Linked DNA regions of Mus musculus: regions 2 and 3 are each linked to region 1. The links are chromatin contacts, called in public HiChIP or PLAC-seq and promoter capture Hi-C maps. All regions are on one chromosome and are shown on one strand. The core of a region is the stretch at or near the end of the contact, and the rest is flanking DNA. Distances in the headings are between cores, read along the strand shown. Region 1 holds the start of Mtmr4 (myotubularin related protein 4). Region 2 holds the start of Vmp1 (vacuole membrane protein 1). Region 3 overlaps Cuedc1 (CUE domain containing 1).

Region 1 (5,166 bases), core at 1,193-3,692:
AAGTGGTGGTGCTACGATGAAAGGAGACTCAGTGCGAAGTGCACAGCGTTCTCAGTGCACCACCGAGTTGGAATAGGGGATGAGCTATCAGTCCAAGGGGGCAGGCTCAGCAGTAGGCTCTCTGGAAAGAGCAGGGGCTAATGCACACATCACAGAGAGAACCAGGAGAGGAGGGACTTCACCACTGGCTGAATTCATTAACCTGTGACCCCTGGAAGGAACTGAAGAGATACAAAGGCTAGGTCCTGCCTGGAAAGGGCTTCAGTCTCCTTCATCATAACGGCTGAGCCCTAGCTCTCCCACCAGGACGGAGAGGACCCACCGTCAGAAGGCTGGCCAGGTAGATACTCAGTCAGCTGTCACCTGCAGTGGCTTAATAGACTGCAACACCTGGGAGCTGGAAAAGGCCTACAATTTGGGTGGAATCACTCCTGGGACAGCACCAACAATATATTCATGAGACTCACTGGGAGTTCAGGGATCTTATTTAAACACAAAACCAAAAAACCATGGAGTCTTTTCTGGAACTCACTACATAAGACTTGGCTGACGTCACTGAGAATCACCTTTCTCTGTCCCCAACTGATGTGATTAGAAGCCTGTGCCACCACGCCCTGAAGTTCAGGAATCTCAGATAAGAAAGACTTGTTTTCTTAAACCAGAATATGCATAGTTTTAACCGGGGATCCAAGTAAGAGGCGATATAGCGGTTTGTTAGAAGGGACGGCCTAACACCGAGAAAAACTACAAGCTGCTGAGCCCAGTGCTATATAGTGCCCGATATATATTTTTTTCAATCCTAAGAAACCATAAGCTAGATACATAGCTCAGTGTTAGAGTACTTGCCTATCATGTACAAGGCCCCACACTGCATTCACCTGCAATCTTAACACTTAGGAGATGGAGGGAGAAAGAGGGATTGCCCACAAGTTCAAGGCTGGCATGGGCTACATGTCTAGTACCAGGCTAACCAAAACTCTACAGCAAGAACCTGTCTCAAAACAACACTGCCCATCCAAAAAAAAAAAAAAAAAAAAGCATCAGGGCAAATGAGCCTGTTTAGGAAGTGAACAGAGTAACCAGGGGCACTAGGGCCAAGAGAGGTGGGGCAGCTTCCCTGAGTCAGACTGGAGGATGAGACACACAGTGGTATGAGGGAAAAGGAGCTACTCACCATTCTACCTTGGCGAGGGTCCTGGCTGCCTGCTCCTGCTCGTCACTAAAGGAGACAGAACACAAGAGGAAAGTGCACGGTCATTAACATCACCATAGAATCAACGATTGTCACACGGGTCTACCCCTGAACTTCTCTGCAACTCATTTTCCTCCACCACAGAGGATCCGGCGTCTCAAAAAGTCACCACACCAGTCAGGCAATGGAAGAAGCAACAAGTGACCCTGCCCGGTGAGAATTCCACCACAAAAGTTCCTGAGCAAGGCTAAGTATCATCCTAGCTTACTCAGCAGAACTCAAACGTTCTGATCCCCACACCCAGCAGTAGAGCACTCCAAACCCTGCTCTCTACAAAAGAGAAGAAATTCCAACTCTGAAGAGACAAAGACTGCCCAACTGGGACTCACTTTTGGCCCTGGTAGGGGCATGAATCCACAGGGCAGTTCGGCCAGTCTCTGAGTCTAGGAGTAGCACCCACCTGACCTGTTACTGGGGGCAGAGTCCAGAGCAGAGGACAAGAGGGAGAGGACCACAACCTGTGATAAAAGAGCAGCAGGGTTGGCCCGGTCCTGCTGAGCATACTTGAGACCAAGTAGGTGAAGGTTTGAGGGAGGAGGCCACACAACAGGAGCAGAATTAGGCCAGTCCGGCCTGGGAGACAACATCTGTCAAATGGGTCGAATTAACAAGGATTTCAAGTTAAGGCCTCCTGGGCCCACTTAGGGAGCCAGGTCTGAATTTCACCGACACTCCTTCATGTTTGGTATGCTCGAGGGGTGTGCAGCAGAGCCCCATAGGAGGCTACGGCGATTAAAGCCTCCATTGTGATCCTACCAACCTTCCCTCCCTCACGGGGGAGCCCGCAAGCGGCCAGCCGGAGGTGCTGCCTCACGGCTCCCTGGCTCGCGGCCTGAGAAACAGAGAGAGGAAGGGAGCGACAAGGACCAGGCCTAGGAGGCCCAGGGTTCTCACAGTTAGGGACTCTGGTCTTAGGGTGGGGGGTGGGGGAGGATGGGCTAAGCAGCCAGGAGATCCAGGTGCCCAGGTTTTAGGGGCGGGGCCAAGGCCTCGGAGGCGGAGCCCCAAATGACAGAGGGCGGGACTCAAGAGAGCCGGCGAGGGCCGGGCAGGACTTGGTCGTTGTGGTTCCCAGGCTGGCAGTGCACGGGGTACAGTGACTCACCCAGGCGGCGTCCGCCCGACCCTCCAAAGCCGCGCTCTCACCACTTCCGTCTCCCGCAGCTGCTGAGGCCGCGCAGCTCGAACCCCACCACGGTCCCTTGTCCCCAACCAATCGTATCTCTAGCCTCTACCCGCCCTGGCCAATAGCCACGCGAAGTCCCGCCCTGCCTCACCACGCAGCCGCCGCCCTCACTCTCCACGCTGCTCACTGGTCCAGTGGGCAGACGCCCTCTCAGCTTGTAACCTATCCGGCACCCGGAGACCAGACAGTACCCGGAGGGAGGAGGCTTGGCGCCAGAGAGCAGACACGACCAATAGGAAATCACAGCGCGTCCCTCTGGCAGCCAATGGGAGAGGAGTAAGAGGGGTCGCAGCCTAGGGCTCCGGGGACAGGAAGTACGGCCGCCCGTCGCCTACTGGTAGCGCAACTGGGGGGCGGGACATTGCAGGGAATGGTAGCAGTCACTTCCGGTGACGACCCCGCCCGAGAGGTAGTTCGCAAATGACCTCGCGGTGGCTCAGCGTTTTAACCCAGTGGTGTTTCTGTTTTGCTCCAGTAATGCGAGAAAGGAAGGGTAGCATGCCGGCTAGGAAAGGGGAAGGTCCCTTCCCAAACTCTCGGTTCCATCACTCTCGTGTTTCGTCGCCCGGTCGATGGAAAAGAAAATCCTGGATTTTTTTTTTTTTTTTTTGTCTGCGAAAGAGAAGAGCTGGGTTCGGGAACTGCTGAAGCCACAGGAATGGAAAACGTGAAAGACCCTCCTAGAAGGCCTGGGAGGAAGGAGCTCTCGGACTGGCAGCGCTGGCGGTTCCCTTTGCGTATCTGGACTGGTTGTTAACGACCGACCAACCTTGCCGTCCTTCGAGACCTGCATTGCCGCCAGTCCAGAGTCTCTCAGCCAAGAGAGAAAAACTGGGTCTGACTGCCATTAGCTAGCTGCGGCTTCTTAGTCTGTAAAAGGGGTAGAGGGACAAGACTGAAGCGCCTGGAGCCAGCACCGGGACGCAGGTCACCAGTAACGCTGGAGGTCTCCGTGATCCGCGCCACTACTAACCAAACTGAAGTGGCAAAGAGTCCTATTCTCGGCGGATAGTCCGAGTCCTGGAGTGGGTCTAGGCCCTGAGATCCTAGGCTAGTGTCCTCACGTCTTGGTTTCTGAAGTACTTACAGTTACTAAGTCATAGGAAAACAGAAATCTCTCCTGAGTTCACTGTTTTAGTTACAGGGTCTAGAACCCGGGTCTAACCTAGCGCATGCGTGATACTGAGCTCCTTGGAGACTATGGCATTTTGTTTTTCCCTATGTCCCAGCACTCTAATTACAGGACCTTCAGAATTTGTTCAGCACTGTACCACAAGCTTCCTGGAATTTGGAGCTTAATTCTGCATATCTATTTACCCAAATCTGGGGAAAGGCGGAAATCAGAGGTTGCCAGGTAGTTAATACCTTGTTTTTCCCAAGAGCAGCTACAAAATGAAGGTATTGTATACGGGAAACATGGAGGCTTGAGGCTCAGAAAGTGGAGCCAGAGTAGAAATGGTCAATAGGACAAGCTATGTTGTAAGCTGAGTGAACTCTATAAGCGAAAGGGAAATTTCCCCCTTTCTGTTTCCTACTAAAAGCCAGAAACCAGTACCCTTTCCATCAGCCTTTCAAACTAGTCATAGGAGCTATGTTTCCAGGAAATGGTAAAAATACAGAGACACCTGAAGCCACATATAGGTTAGTTTATTTCCTCTGAGTCTCTTGAGAAGTCAGCAGGGATATAAGGCGAACTGGTAGGAGCTGCGGGGGGTCCTGAGCAGAGCTGATGCAGGGAATAGAGGCTGGCATAGGCAGGAAGAAGAGATTTAAATATTCAGGTCCAAAAGCCAGTTAGTGAGTCTCCTTCATCTGTCTTTGGATTTTGTGTAACATCTCCTGCATCCGCCGCAGCTGAAACAGGCACATACATCATCAATGCAAGGTGTTTGATAGGAAGAGTCTGACTGTATTGAAGAAGTGTCCCCAGATTCTAATCCCTTGAGTCTGGGACTTTGGTGGCCCTTATGTATGATGGAAATGGCAGAACCACTCAACATCCCACCTATGTACCAGAGCATAAGGATAGGTCCTTCTATTCCCAAGCCAAGAGATAATGAGGCTTATCAAACGGAGGACTTCCCAGACTGACATCTGCATTGTATTGCTCTCACCTCTTCGTCTTTCTCCCGGATTAGCTTCTCAGTTTCTGGATCTGTCCCTGGTGGGACAGCAGGGATAGGGAAGTCAGTACCACTCTCTCTTGTCAGTTTGCTGAAGGGAGGGGGAAAGGAGGGTAGTAAGGTTGGGGGGACCCCAGCACCAACTTGAGTGAAGCCTGGGGCCTGCAGAGTAATAAGGGGAGGACTTGGGATTCCCCTGGCCAGCTTTGTCCTGGCTCCTGGTCATACTTGCGATTCCGTTCCTTCACTACTAGCCGGGTCATGCTCTGGATACACTGTGCCCTGTAGTTCTCGTAGTGTGTCTCTCGGGTCACATCCTTTAGGTCCTGCATGTGGGTACGCACCAGCATCGTCCTCAACTTGACAAAGTCGCAGTGACCTGGGTTTTCCACTGCATGGCAAGGCTAGGAGTCAGCCAGGGTCAGAGGTAAAGAAGAATTCCTAAGGGCAAGGGGACTCTGGTCCCAAGCTCAGAGCTTTACCTTCCACGATGCCCCAAGGGTAGAGGCGGCCTCGAACTCTCCGCCCCCTGGCTTCTACCACAGTGTTGCTGCCAATCACCGCAAATGGGATGCTTTCCTAAGAGAAGGTACAGTGGCCTGTCA
Region 2 (5,166 bases), core at 1,703-4,202, 910 kb after region 1:
AGTGAATTAGTAATTACAAGTGTGTTAGAGTCTGTATATGTGCTTTGATTATTCATAGGGTTATATGATGTAAGTATTAGCTCCCAAAATGAGAGGTCATTTTATAATGCAAAGACACTGATCTGGATGTAGGATTATTTAAAGCATAAATATTTTCTCAGGGATACCAGCCACATGGTTGGTGTGCTGGAGTTCTAAAGACAGTAACAATGAAAAAAAGAAGCAACAAATGATGGTTGTCTGGATTAGACTTGGTTAGAAGCATAGACCTTCCAGAGTGCTGAAATAAATCCCAATGAGTAGATAAAAGCCTGACTTTCCTATTAGATTGGCTAGGAAAATCAGAGAGAAAGAGACACCGAAATGTGTATATAAAGAAAATGCACTTAGCCAGAATATATCTTTAGTGTTTGAAGCAGAAACTAAAAACTGATGCCTCTTATTTTCTTAAAGAAAAATGAAACATCAGATATGAAAATATAACAAAGGTTTGGAATAGCTATTAAGGTGAATAAAGAAGTCTAACAGAACTGTGATGGATTTAGGCCTGGGAAGCCATATTCTAAATGTACGACCGTACAGATTTCCCAAGAAGGATCCACTCCAAGTCTAGGAATAACAGGCCTCTCTGATGGATAAAAAAGGACACCAAGATAGAAAGGAACTGGCAAGGGAATGTTTGAAAGCTATGGTGAGTCTATGTGCGTGTGTGTGTGTGTGTGTGTGTGTGTGTGTGTGTGTGTGTGTGTGTATGTGTGTGTGTGTAGCATAGGTGCATACAATACAGATAAGAATGTGTGGAGGTCAGGACACTTCCTTGGAAATGTGTTCTCTTCTTTCACTATGTGGGCCCCAGGGATTAACTTGAGGTTGTAGGCTTGTCTTCACCTGGTGAGGAGGCAGCTCACTGACCCTCTTCTCTCCCTCTCTGCATGCTTGGGGTAGACTCTATAGTGGTTCTCAACCTTCCTAATGCTGTAACCTCTTATAGAATTCCTCATTTTATAGTGACCCCCAACTAGAAAATTATCTCATTTTACCTCATAACTATAATTTTGCTACATTGTATGCTAGGAAACATAATATAAATATCTGATACACAGAATATTTGATATATGACCCCATATGAAGGGGTCACAACCCACAGGTTGAGAACTACTGCTCTTGCGCCTCCTGCATGTTAGGCAAGGACTCTCTGAGCCTCATCCCTGCCTCTGTTTACACTGCACCTTGCTAAGGTTGCCTGGGCTGCTCTTGCCATGGTCCTTTTGCCTCAGCCTTCCCAGTAGCTGGGATTCTAGCTATGTATCCTGAAACCTAGCTCCCTTTTCATAATCTTTTCAAAGTAAACATTGTCTGCCCATTTTAATGAAGAAAGCATTCAAAATCCAAAACAAAAGATGGGGGAACAGAGAACCTAAGACCAAGAGAAGTTAAATACAACAAATGTTTGATAGCTGCCTGCCAGGTAGAATTAGGAGTCCTCACAATTTCTAGGTTGTAAAATAAGCAAATCAGATTTGGGGAAAGTTAACGTCTCTACATAGCGTCTATTACAGGATGGGTAATATACTATTCTATCCAAACTGCTAAAGAACCAGACAGGCTGTCATTGCTACCACAGTTCTTTCTTTTTGTGTTTCATTCTTGAGTTTTGTGCACCACTCCCTGCTGACTTTTAAAACTTTAAACCTTCCTCTGAGTTATTTAACTCAACTTCCACCCACTGCTCACCTGACCTTTCTCACAGTTTGCAGTCTCCTAAGCAAAACTACCTATTTGCCTGGAAATATGGATAATATTACACACACGTACATAGTTGGCCCTTCTGTCTGTCCCTATGCTGTCCAATGTGGTAGAGATTAGTGTCACAGAGCAACATATGGCTAAATATTCTTGATCTGCCTTTTCCTGGAAACGGCAACTATGCCTTTGTTTCCAAAGGCTATTACTGACCACCTTGCAACCATGTCTTACTTCAGAGGGTTGTTATGACCAACTTATGTTCACTTTCCGCTGCTATTAACACTGTTTATATGCCAAATCCCCCATTTGGAAACCAATACTCCTGAACTATAAAAATCCTTATTTTCCCCATGTCCAGTGCTGATCTCTTGAACACTGCCTTTTGGGAGAAATAGTCCGTGTAAACGAATAATAATAATAAAAAGTTTGCTTTAATTAATCTGGCCATGATTTGGGTCAGTGGTCTTCCACTTCGAATCCATGAGATTAACAATAGCTTCAGAGTAGAGCGCTTTGCTCACCATGCACAACGTGCATGCACCGCAATACCAATAAATAAAAATACTTTTGAATCCATCTTTAGAATTCTTTTCCTTTTCCAAGCTGGGCTCAACAATTCGAAGACGGATATTTAAAATGTATAGTGTGAGGCCTGTTCTCCATTTTTTTCACGCTAGGGTAGCGTATCAATGCCACCTCTAAGAGGAGGTGTTGCCAGCGACTAAAATTCTGGGTTCTATCTTGGCTTCTTCCAAAGGTTTGCAGAGTAGGCAAGGCAGGCAGCAGCCACGGGGCGGAAGACAATTTATGAAGTAGCTAGGGGGAGGCCGACCGTGGGGTAAGATGATAAGATGCTTTTCAGTAGAGCCATTAAGAACTACACTCCTCTGCACCGTCCTAGAAGGAGTCGAGACTTACCTGGAGCTCGTCTCGCTCACCTCGCAGGTCTCCAAGCCAGAACAAGGAACACGCTTCGCGCGCGCCACCTACTCCTTCCGGGTTTCCTGAAAAACTAGTTCCGGATCAGAAACTACGAAGCGCAGTCATCCTTCTTCTTGTCACACCCACAGAGCCCGAACCGAGAAAGCCGAACCGAAATCCCGCGAGGAACCTCCCGGTGGCCGAAAGGAGGGGGTGGGGGTGGGGGAACGTTTCTCTTTTGGAGGCGGGCTCCTTAAAGGAGCCGGACCGGAAGTGACGCGAGCGAGTTCCGGTTGGCTGGAGCCCAGCGGCGGGTGTGAGAGTCGGTGTTGTGAGCCGCTTCCAGGATCCTGCGATCCGGAGAAGCCGGGGTCTGAGCGGGTAGGTGAGCGAAAGCGGGGAGTCCGGAGCCCAAGCCGAGCTTTCCCACAGCTCGGCCGCTTCCGCAGCTCCCGCACTTGGGTGATGCAGACGCAGAACACGCTGGTTTCCACTTGAGATGGCTCAGGTCACTGCTGACTGGCTGTGTCAGCTGGCGGTGGCCAGGTTATGTGGGACACCTCTCCGCGCTTGGTTACCGGGACATTGAACCCAGACACTCGCGACAGTTCGTTCCAGACCTGGAAGCCGGCTTTGGCTTTCTCAGAGAACCTCACTCCCGAGCTGTCCAGAGCCTTGGGTTAAATGAAGAGGGTCTTCGCTGCTGCTGATTCTCAGGACCTTTCAATGGGTTTTTCTCCTCCCGGGCCACTAGCGCAGTATGCTAAGTATATCTCCGAGAAACGAAGGTATTCGGGTGTACCGACAGTGCAGAGTAGTCAAAGGAAGGGGTCATTACCTCTCAGAGTTATTGCTGTGGACCCACTCAGCTTTTCCTAGGACTGTCATTTAAAAAAAAAAAAAAAAAAAAAAAAAAGAGGGCTCTCCGCTTTTTCCAAAACCTTGATCCCCAACATTTTTATTTCCCCGCAGTGGAAGTACTTGCAGCAAGATAGGGACTTAAAGGTCTTTACGATTCCAAACAGTGTATGGGCTTAGCGGGTTAGGCAGCTATGGGTTGCTTATGACCTCCAGTTGATTTTATGTAAACATCTTTTGCTTTTCTACTCCAGCAAAGAATCCAGGAATGCATAGATCGGCTGTGTATGTGTCTATTGGCAATGTCATTCCTTACCTTTCAGTTCTTTCTTGACGCTTGTGAGAGGTTTCGTAGACAGATTGATCATTTAGAGAACCTTTTCCAGTGTTTCTCTTGGCCTAATGAAGAATTTAATTCCAACTGTTTTAGTTCATTTTTTGAGATGGGGTTTCTCTGTGTAGCCCCGGCTGTTCTGGAACTTGCTCTGTAGACCAGGTCCACCTGCCTCTGCCTCCCGAGTGCTGGGTCCGGCTATATTCCAGCTGTTATTGTCTGAGAATTGTGTTGTCCTTGGGTCTGATTTTAGGGAAGAAGCTTATTTACTACGCTGTATTTTTGTATTGGAGGTGATGTTTTTGTTGACCTTTGGGAGAAAGATGCTGGCGTACCAGACACATGATCAGTTGGAGTAGATGCAAAGTGATTCTGAAGTGGGAATCTCTTCTGCTTAACTTATTTGCCTAGGTTATCTAAAACACAGATGCATTTTAAGGGGTTTATCCTTGGATACATTTAACAATACAATTAAATCCCTGAGGCACGCATTCCAGAAGAAAATAGCCACATATCTGAACTAAGCTGGCAAATGGTTTGGTGCTGTTTCCCAATTTACCTACAGCTAGTTTAAATCTGTTTGTTTCCTATTGTTTTTAGTTTTGAGTTCTTGAACTGTTTTACACTTGTCAGTTTTGTTTTGTTTTGGGTTTGTTTATTTGTTTGTTTGTTTTGTTTTTTTGAGGCAGGGTTTCTCTGTAGCCCTGGCTGTTCTGGAAGACAGCCTGCTCTGTAGACCAGGCTGGCCTTGAACCCAGCTAAATCCTTTCTTATCTGCTGTTTGGTGTGTTATCCCTGGTTTGTTTGCTTGCTTGCTTTTTGTAGTTGTTTTTTTACTTTTCCAACAATTTTTTTCTTCTTTCTTTTTTCTGTTTGTTTGTTTGTTTGTTTGTTTGTTGTTGTTTTGAGACAGGGTTACTCTGTGTAGCCCCTGGTGTCCAGGAACTCACTCTGTAGACCAGGCTGGCCTCAAACTAGAAATCCGCCTGTCTCTGCTCCCAAGTGCTGGGATTAAAGGCATGCGCCACCATGCCCGGCTTCCAACAATTTCTTAATGTTGGCTCAAATCACTACTTTTTAGGACTTCTAAGGTCATTACAACTCATTTTATTTTTGAGTCAGGGTCTTATTATATAGCTCTGAGTAGCCTCAAAGTCACAAGAGATCCACCTGCCTCTGCCTCTTGAGAACTGAGATTAAAGGCCACTGTACTCGGAAAGATAATTTATTTTTAAATCAGATGACCTGGATTAAAGTCTGAGCTCCAGCACTTACTGAGTGATGATTGGCAAGTTACCCGGCATTCA
Region 3 (5,166 bases), core at 1,603-4,102, 600 kb before region 1:
TTTGGTTTTCTGGTCAGGGCATCTGTCGAAGGCAGGCGTGATTATTGTTTGTCAGATAAATAAATGAATAAATAACCAAACTCTTAAAAGTACAAAAGCCAGGAGTGAGACAGCAAGTCTGTAATCCCAGTGCTTGGGAAGTGGAGACAGGAGGGTCTGAAGTTCAAAGCCAGCCTCATTTATATAACCAGTGCAAAGGTAGTAGGGTTAGATGATATAGAGATAGAGATAGAGATAGAGATAGAGAGAGAGAGAGAGAGAGAGAGAGAGAGATAGAGATAGAGATAGAGATAGAGATAGAGATAGAGATAGAGATAGAGATAGAGATAGAGATAGAGATAGAGATAGAGATAGAGAGATGCTGGTTTACAGGGGGAAACCATGTGCCCTGCCACAAGAAAACAAGAAAAGGCCACTGATACTTGATGTTCCAGCCCAGCACCTCTGGATCCTTGAAGTACCCATGATGGGTAATAGGCCTTTGCCCTAGCTGCCCCTGGAAACTGTGGTCCCAAGCCTTACCTCTTACTGTCCTTCTCTTAGGGCCTCTTCCACCTTAGGCACCTCCTGCCGCCTACCCCGGAAGTCTTCCTCTGAAAGGCAAAGGGAAAGGCCTCATCTTCCACTCTGCAGAACCTCATGTGGGCCCATCCTCAGGCTGGGCAGGGGAGCTGCTTGACCTCTGACCCTTTGCTTGGATCTTGACACCGCAAGCAGCAGTATGCGGGTACAGTAAAAGAGGCAGAGGCAACCTGGGCGCTGGCCTGACTCTACCACTGAGCACTGTGGCCTTGGCCAAGTCTCACCCTTGTCTGGGCCCTGGTTTTTCTAATCTATCAAGCAGGATAGGAGTGATAGACTATCCAGAAGACCTCAGGGCCCTCTGGTCTTTGTATCTGGTGTCTCCTGACCCTTTAAGAGCCTAATGCTGAGGGTTCATCCATGATTGGCCTAGAGAGGTCTTTTGACCCCTTATGACCTTTAGAAGGGGCTGGGTAAAAAGTTCTTTCTTTTTCTTTCATTTCCCTCTCTCTCTCTCTTTCTTTCTTTCTTTCTTTCTTTCTTTCTTTCTTTCTTTCTTTCTTTCTTTCTTTCTTTCCTTTTTTTACTTTTTCTTCTGGTTTTCCTTTTTTTAATATAAAAAAGATATAGTATTTATCTTTATTTAGTTATTTATTTAATGGATATGAGTGTTCTGTCCACATGTGTGCCCAAATGCCAGAAGAGGGAATCAGACCTCATTACAGATGGTTGTGAGCCATCATGTAGTTGCTGAGAATTGAACACAAGCCCTAGGGAAAAACAGCCAGTGCTCTTAACTGCTGAGCCATCTCTCCAGTCCCCTTCTTCTGGTTTTACAAGACAAGGTTTTTCTATGTAGCCCTGGCTGTCCTGGAACTCGTTCTGTAGACCAGGCTGGCCTTGAAATCACAGAGATCTGCCTGCCTTTGCCTCCCAAGTGCTGGGATTAAAGGTGTGTACCACTGCTGCATGCTAGACTGAGCCTTTCTAATTTATGGTTGTCTGTGTATGAGGTCTGCCAGTCTATCCCTCATTCCCTAGGGACCATTCTCTGGGAATAGTGCCTGGCACCCTGGGTTCCTCTTCAGGGATGATGGGAAGCAGGTGTCAGTGTGTGCACCTCATGACAAGGGACCACATTTCTGTGGGCCACCTGTCTGCCAACCCCTGACATGTCCCCCAGACTGAGTGCTCCCTTGCTGAATATTAGACCCTCAGGACCTCCTCTTGAAGGGTCACCCATCCCAAGCAACTTAGACTTCAACGTCCCCTGACCTGCCTCACCGTAAGCATGGCCCTCCACGTCATCCAGGAGGTTGGCTGTGGATGCAGCAGCCCCCAGCCTGCCGGACTGTTCAGGAAAACTATTCTAGAGACGGATGGGTACTGCGACAGCTTGTTCAATCTGCCTGTGCTCTGTCCTGATAACCCACCAACCTCAGAGGCTTCTACTATCCCTCCCGTTCCCAAACTGCCTAATGGTGTCCCTTCCAGGACCCTCTCCTGGGATCAATGGACCAGCTAGCCAGGCCCGACCCCTTTACTCTGCCCCCATCACTAGGGACAGGGAGAGTGACATTTCCCCCGTTCTCCTTCAACTACTCAGTTTTCAATATCCAGGGCCCTGTGGATAAGCACGGATGAGAACTTTGGTGTGAAGACAGGGAAACTTTTTTTCATTCAAAAAGCCAAAAGTGGAGGAAAAAAAAAAAAAAAAAAAAGCAGGCCTCTGGAGACACAGCTGCAGGGACCTATGAACCAGTTCTAGTAAAATTAGGGGAAGACTCGGTGATTTCAATAGGAAGACGATGTCTTTCTCCCAAAATGCAGATGACTTAAGGCCAAAAGTAAAGAAGGCACTGGAAGGACGGTGTCCCCGGGGAAAGGAACACAGGAGCTGATGACGGGGTTTCCTGGTTCACAAATCAAGGAGGGGCGGCCGCAGAGCCGCATCCCACTCCCGAGGAAGGTTCAGCCGGGATCTCCATCACTGTTGTCAGTGCTCCCCACCCCACCCCAGGGCCAAGCAGAAGGATACGACTGAAGCTTCGGTAAATGTTTCTTCTTTGACTTCCTCATTTTGGTCTTCTCGGAGAAGGCTCGGGCGAGTTCAAACAGCTTCCTGCGCGTAGCTGGGGCAGAAAGACTCGTGAGCCCTTAATGCTCCAGAGAGCCAGAGCATCAGATGGCTTCCCTCCAGGTTTGGGGGCAGCCAGGCAGAGCGCCACACCAGGCCCCTTGGGTGGGGACTGGGAAGAGGAAAGTGACAGGAACAGCAGACACCAGTGCCACCTAGGGAGCAAGTGCGCCATCCCAGGTCGGCCTCCGGGGGCAGCACAGGCCAGCACTCGTCAAGTACACAGCAGCCTGCCTCCAGACCAAGATCCGGGTATTCCTTCCCTAGAGGCGGACAACCACACAACCACGGCTCCTGGCTTTCTTTCCCGCTGCTGGCTGCCACGGCCTTCCCGCCCCTCCCCAGCCACCTCCACAGTTGGTCCTAGGATTTCCATGAGTCATCGGAAATTTTCCCTGAAATAAAACCTTGAAAGGCTCCAGCCTCATCCCCGCTGGTTATGGGTCTATGAGACTGGAGACGGGAGGATGACAAAAAAAAGCGGGCAGTGGGGCGAGGTTCCCCTATCCCAAAATGTCTGCCATTCCCACAGAAAGCAGACTCAGCCAGTGACTCCAGTCTCGGCCAAGTCCTCACGCCACAGAGAATGTGAACACCGACACACATTATTTTCCAACAGACAGCTGGCTCAAGAGGATTTAAACTTAATTTGTCTCCAGACTCAGCTGCAGAATAAAGTAAGGCAGGAAGGCTGAGGGAGCTAGCCTGTGATTAAAATGTCACCCGGAGTTCAGCAAGAGTCAATAGCATTAAAAATCTTCCGGGGGGGGGAAGGGGGGGCTCTCTCCCTCTCATGAGGCCACAGGGCCTGCCTCAAGAGAGCTGGGACAAGGAGGGGAAAAGGGGCAAGACTCACATTTTCCCATGTGTTTCAACTTGTCCCTGAATAAGGCATCTTCTGACACAGTGGGGTTGGTTTCACTGGTTCCTGGAAGGAGGAGACACCTGCTGAGGGACCAGGCCCATTGGGTCTCCGAGGTCCCACTAAGAGATAGAGTGAGCACCTGGCCAAGGCTCTAGGGAAGGAGGTCAGAGGATACCCTCCATCCCTGTTTCTGTCTGTTCTCTTATTACAGAACAAGTCCCGGCTTCTTCCCTGCTATAGGAGTTTAAGGCAAGTTGCAAGAGTACTTCTTTCTTGCAAGGTACATTTTCCTCTTCGGAGCAAACAAGGGCAGCCTTAAGATCTGCTGCACGTATGGGAAACTGGCTGGCCTTGGGTTCCAGCCTCTCTAGCAGTCCCATGTCCTCAAAGCCATGATGGTGGTTTGAAGTGAGCTGGTAGGGAGATCTATGTCTCGGAAATCCCCCCAGCCTGCATATCAGCCTTCTCCTGCACCCAGAGCAGAAGGTTAACCATTTGCCAGCACATCATGACCCTCTGTGCATCCTAACTCTCGTGAATTGAAGCAGAAAGGACAGAGAGCCAAGAACGCCTCCCAGATGCTGAACGGGAACAAGAGCAGGGCTCAGCCAAGAGTCAGAACGCAGTGAGCCACCTGCGTGGGTCTCTCAGGATCCTTGGGCTGCAGCTCACCGTCCTGTAACTTGGCTCATCCCGAGTCACCTTGTCTGCTAACTTCCCTTTCAGTCACTCTGATCCAGTTCAGCAGCTCCAGTGTCCCTTGTTAATTTGGAATCAAGGACAAGAAAACTCCCAGCTGAACATCTGGTGAGGCCTAAGCTCCTGGCTGCTTGCTTAGGAATCAGTTCTATGGGATTTTCTTTCTCTGAGCTGGGATTAGCGGGGGCACCTTACCCTTCTGTTCTTGCCTTCCCAGCTCAGCTGTGGGACGGAGGGTCTGCTCCTGAAAAACACACGGCTGATCCCTTTTAAATATGGATATGGGGTGATAGCAGGAACTGACCCAAGATTCAGAGTCCAGGAGCCAAGGATGAATACAGAGTCTCTGTTCACACTCCCAATCTAAGCTCTGCTATAGTCTATACATCTTACTAATACAGTCCTCACTCTGGCCTGTCAGCCCCAGTGCTGCTGGCACTGAAGGGAAGTCACATGTAGTCTGAAATGAGTTGGAGAGGCGGTCATAGGAGAGACTATAAAACCCTGCTTCTCTAGCCCTCTGTTTTGTTTTTTTAATGAATTTTAAGATATTTGTTTATACTTATGAGTACTCTATCTGCATGTATGCCTGCATGACAGAAGAAGCCATCTAATTCCATTATAGATGGTGTGAGCCAACATATGGTTGATGGGAATTGAACTCAGGATCTCTGGAAGAGCAGCCACTGCTCCTCCTCCTCCTCCTCCTCCCCTCCTCCTCCTCCTCTTCCTCTTCTTCCTCCTCCTCCTCCTCCTCCTCCTCTTCTTCTTCTTCTTCTTCTTCTTCTTCTTCTCCTCCTCCTCCTCCTCCTCCCCCTCCTCCCCCTCCCCCTCCTCCTTCTCCTCCTCCTCCTCCTTTTCCTCCTCCTTCTCTTTCTCCTTCTTCTTCTTTTTTTGGTTTTTCGAGACAGAGTTTCTCTGTATAGCCCTGGCTGTCCTGGAA

Evidence for each region. Promoter capture Hi-C pulls out the DNA fragments that hold promoters and counts their contacts. HiChIP or PLAC-seq counts read pairs in DNA pulled down with a chosen protein or histone mark.
Region 2: a promoter capture Hi-C map of pre-B cells shows a contact between it and region 1, with 2.8 times the contacts expected there. The contact joins the promoter of Vmp1 here to the promoter of Mtmr4 in region 1. A contact is called at or near these places in 2 of 39 promoter capture datasets (hippocampal neurons and pre-B cells).
Region 3: an HNF4G HiChIP or PLAC-seq map of pancreatic cancer cells shows a contact between it and region 1. The contact joins the enhancer-like site here to the promoter of Mtmr4 in region 1. A contact is called at or near these places in 3 of 39 promoter capture datasets (hippocampal neurons and liver) and 2 of 115 datasets of contacts at active chromatin or transcription factors (memory CD8 T cells and pancreatic cancer cells).

What each region holds. Positions count from the first base shown.
Region 1 is chr11:87,589,442-87,594,607 of GRCm38.p6, reverse strand. It overlaps Mtmr4 (myotubularin related protein 4), which reads right to left and starts at 2,442. Exons shown (of 19, transcript NM_133215.2): 1 at 2,358-2,442; 2 at 1,175-1,219. The coding sequence starts at 1,177. Septin4 (septin 4) reads right to left here. Exons shown (of 14, transcript NM_001368775.1): 11 at 5,044-5,140; 12 at 4,790-4,952; 13 at 4,553-4,599; 14 at 4,065-4,292. The coding sequence ends at 4,581.
Region 2 is chr11:86,681,622-86,686,787 of GRCm38.p6, reverse strand. Vmp1 (vacuole membrane protein 1) reads left to right here and starts at 2,952. Exons shown (of 12, transcript NM_029478.6): 1 at 2,952-3,048. It overlaps Ptrh2 (peptidyl-tRNA hydrolase 2), which reads right to left and starts at 2,714. Exons shown (of 2, transcript NM_001098810.3): 1 at 2,665-2,714.
Region 3 is chr11:88,185,482-88,190,647 of GRCm38.p6, reverse strand. It overlaps Cuedc1 (CUE domain containing 1), which reads right to left. Exons shown (of 11, transcript NM_198013.3): 7 at 3,516-3,587; 8 at 2,561-2,654; 9 at 1,807-1,865; 10 at 523-593. The coding sequence ends at 526. Among named protein-coding and RNA genes, the nearest start is that of Mrps23, 16 kb to the left of the region's middle. Within about 2 kb of position 2,852, at least 283 of the 459 cell types and tissues checked have an H3K27ac peak or open chromatin away from gene starts, as enhancers often do. A contact at or near this core is called in hippocampal neurons, liver, memory CD8 T cells and 1 more, where this site is marked.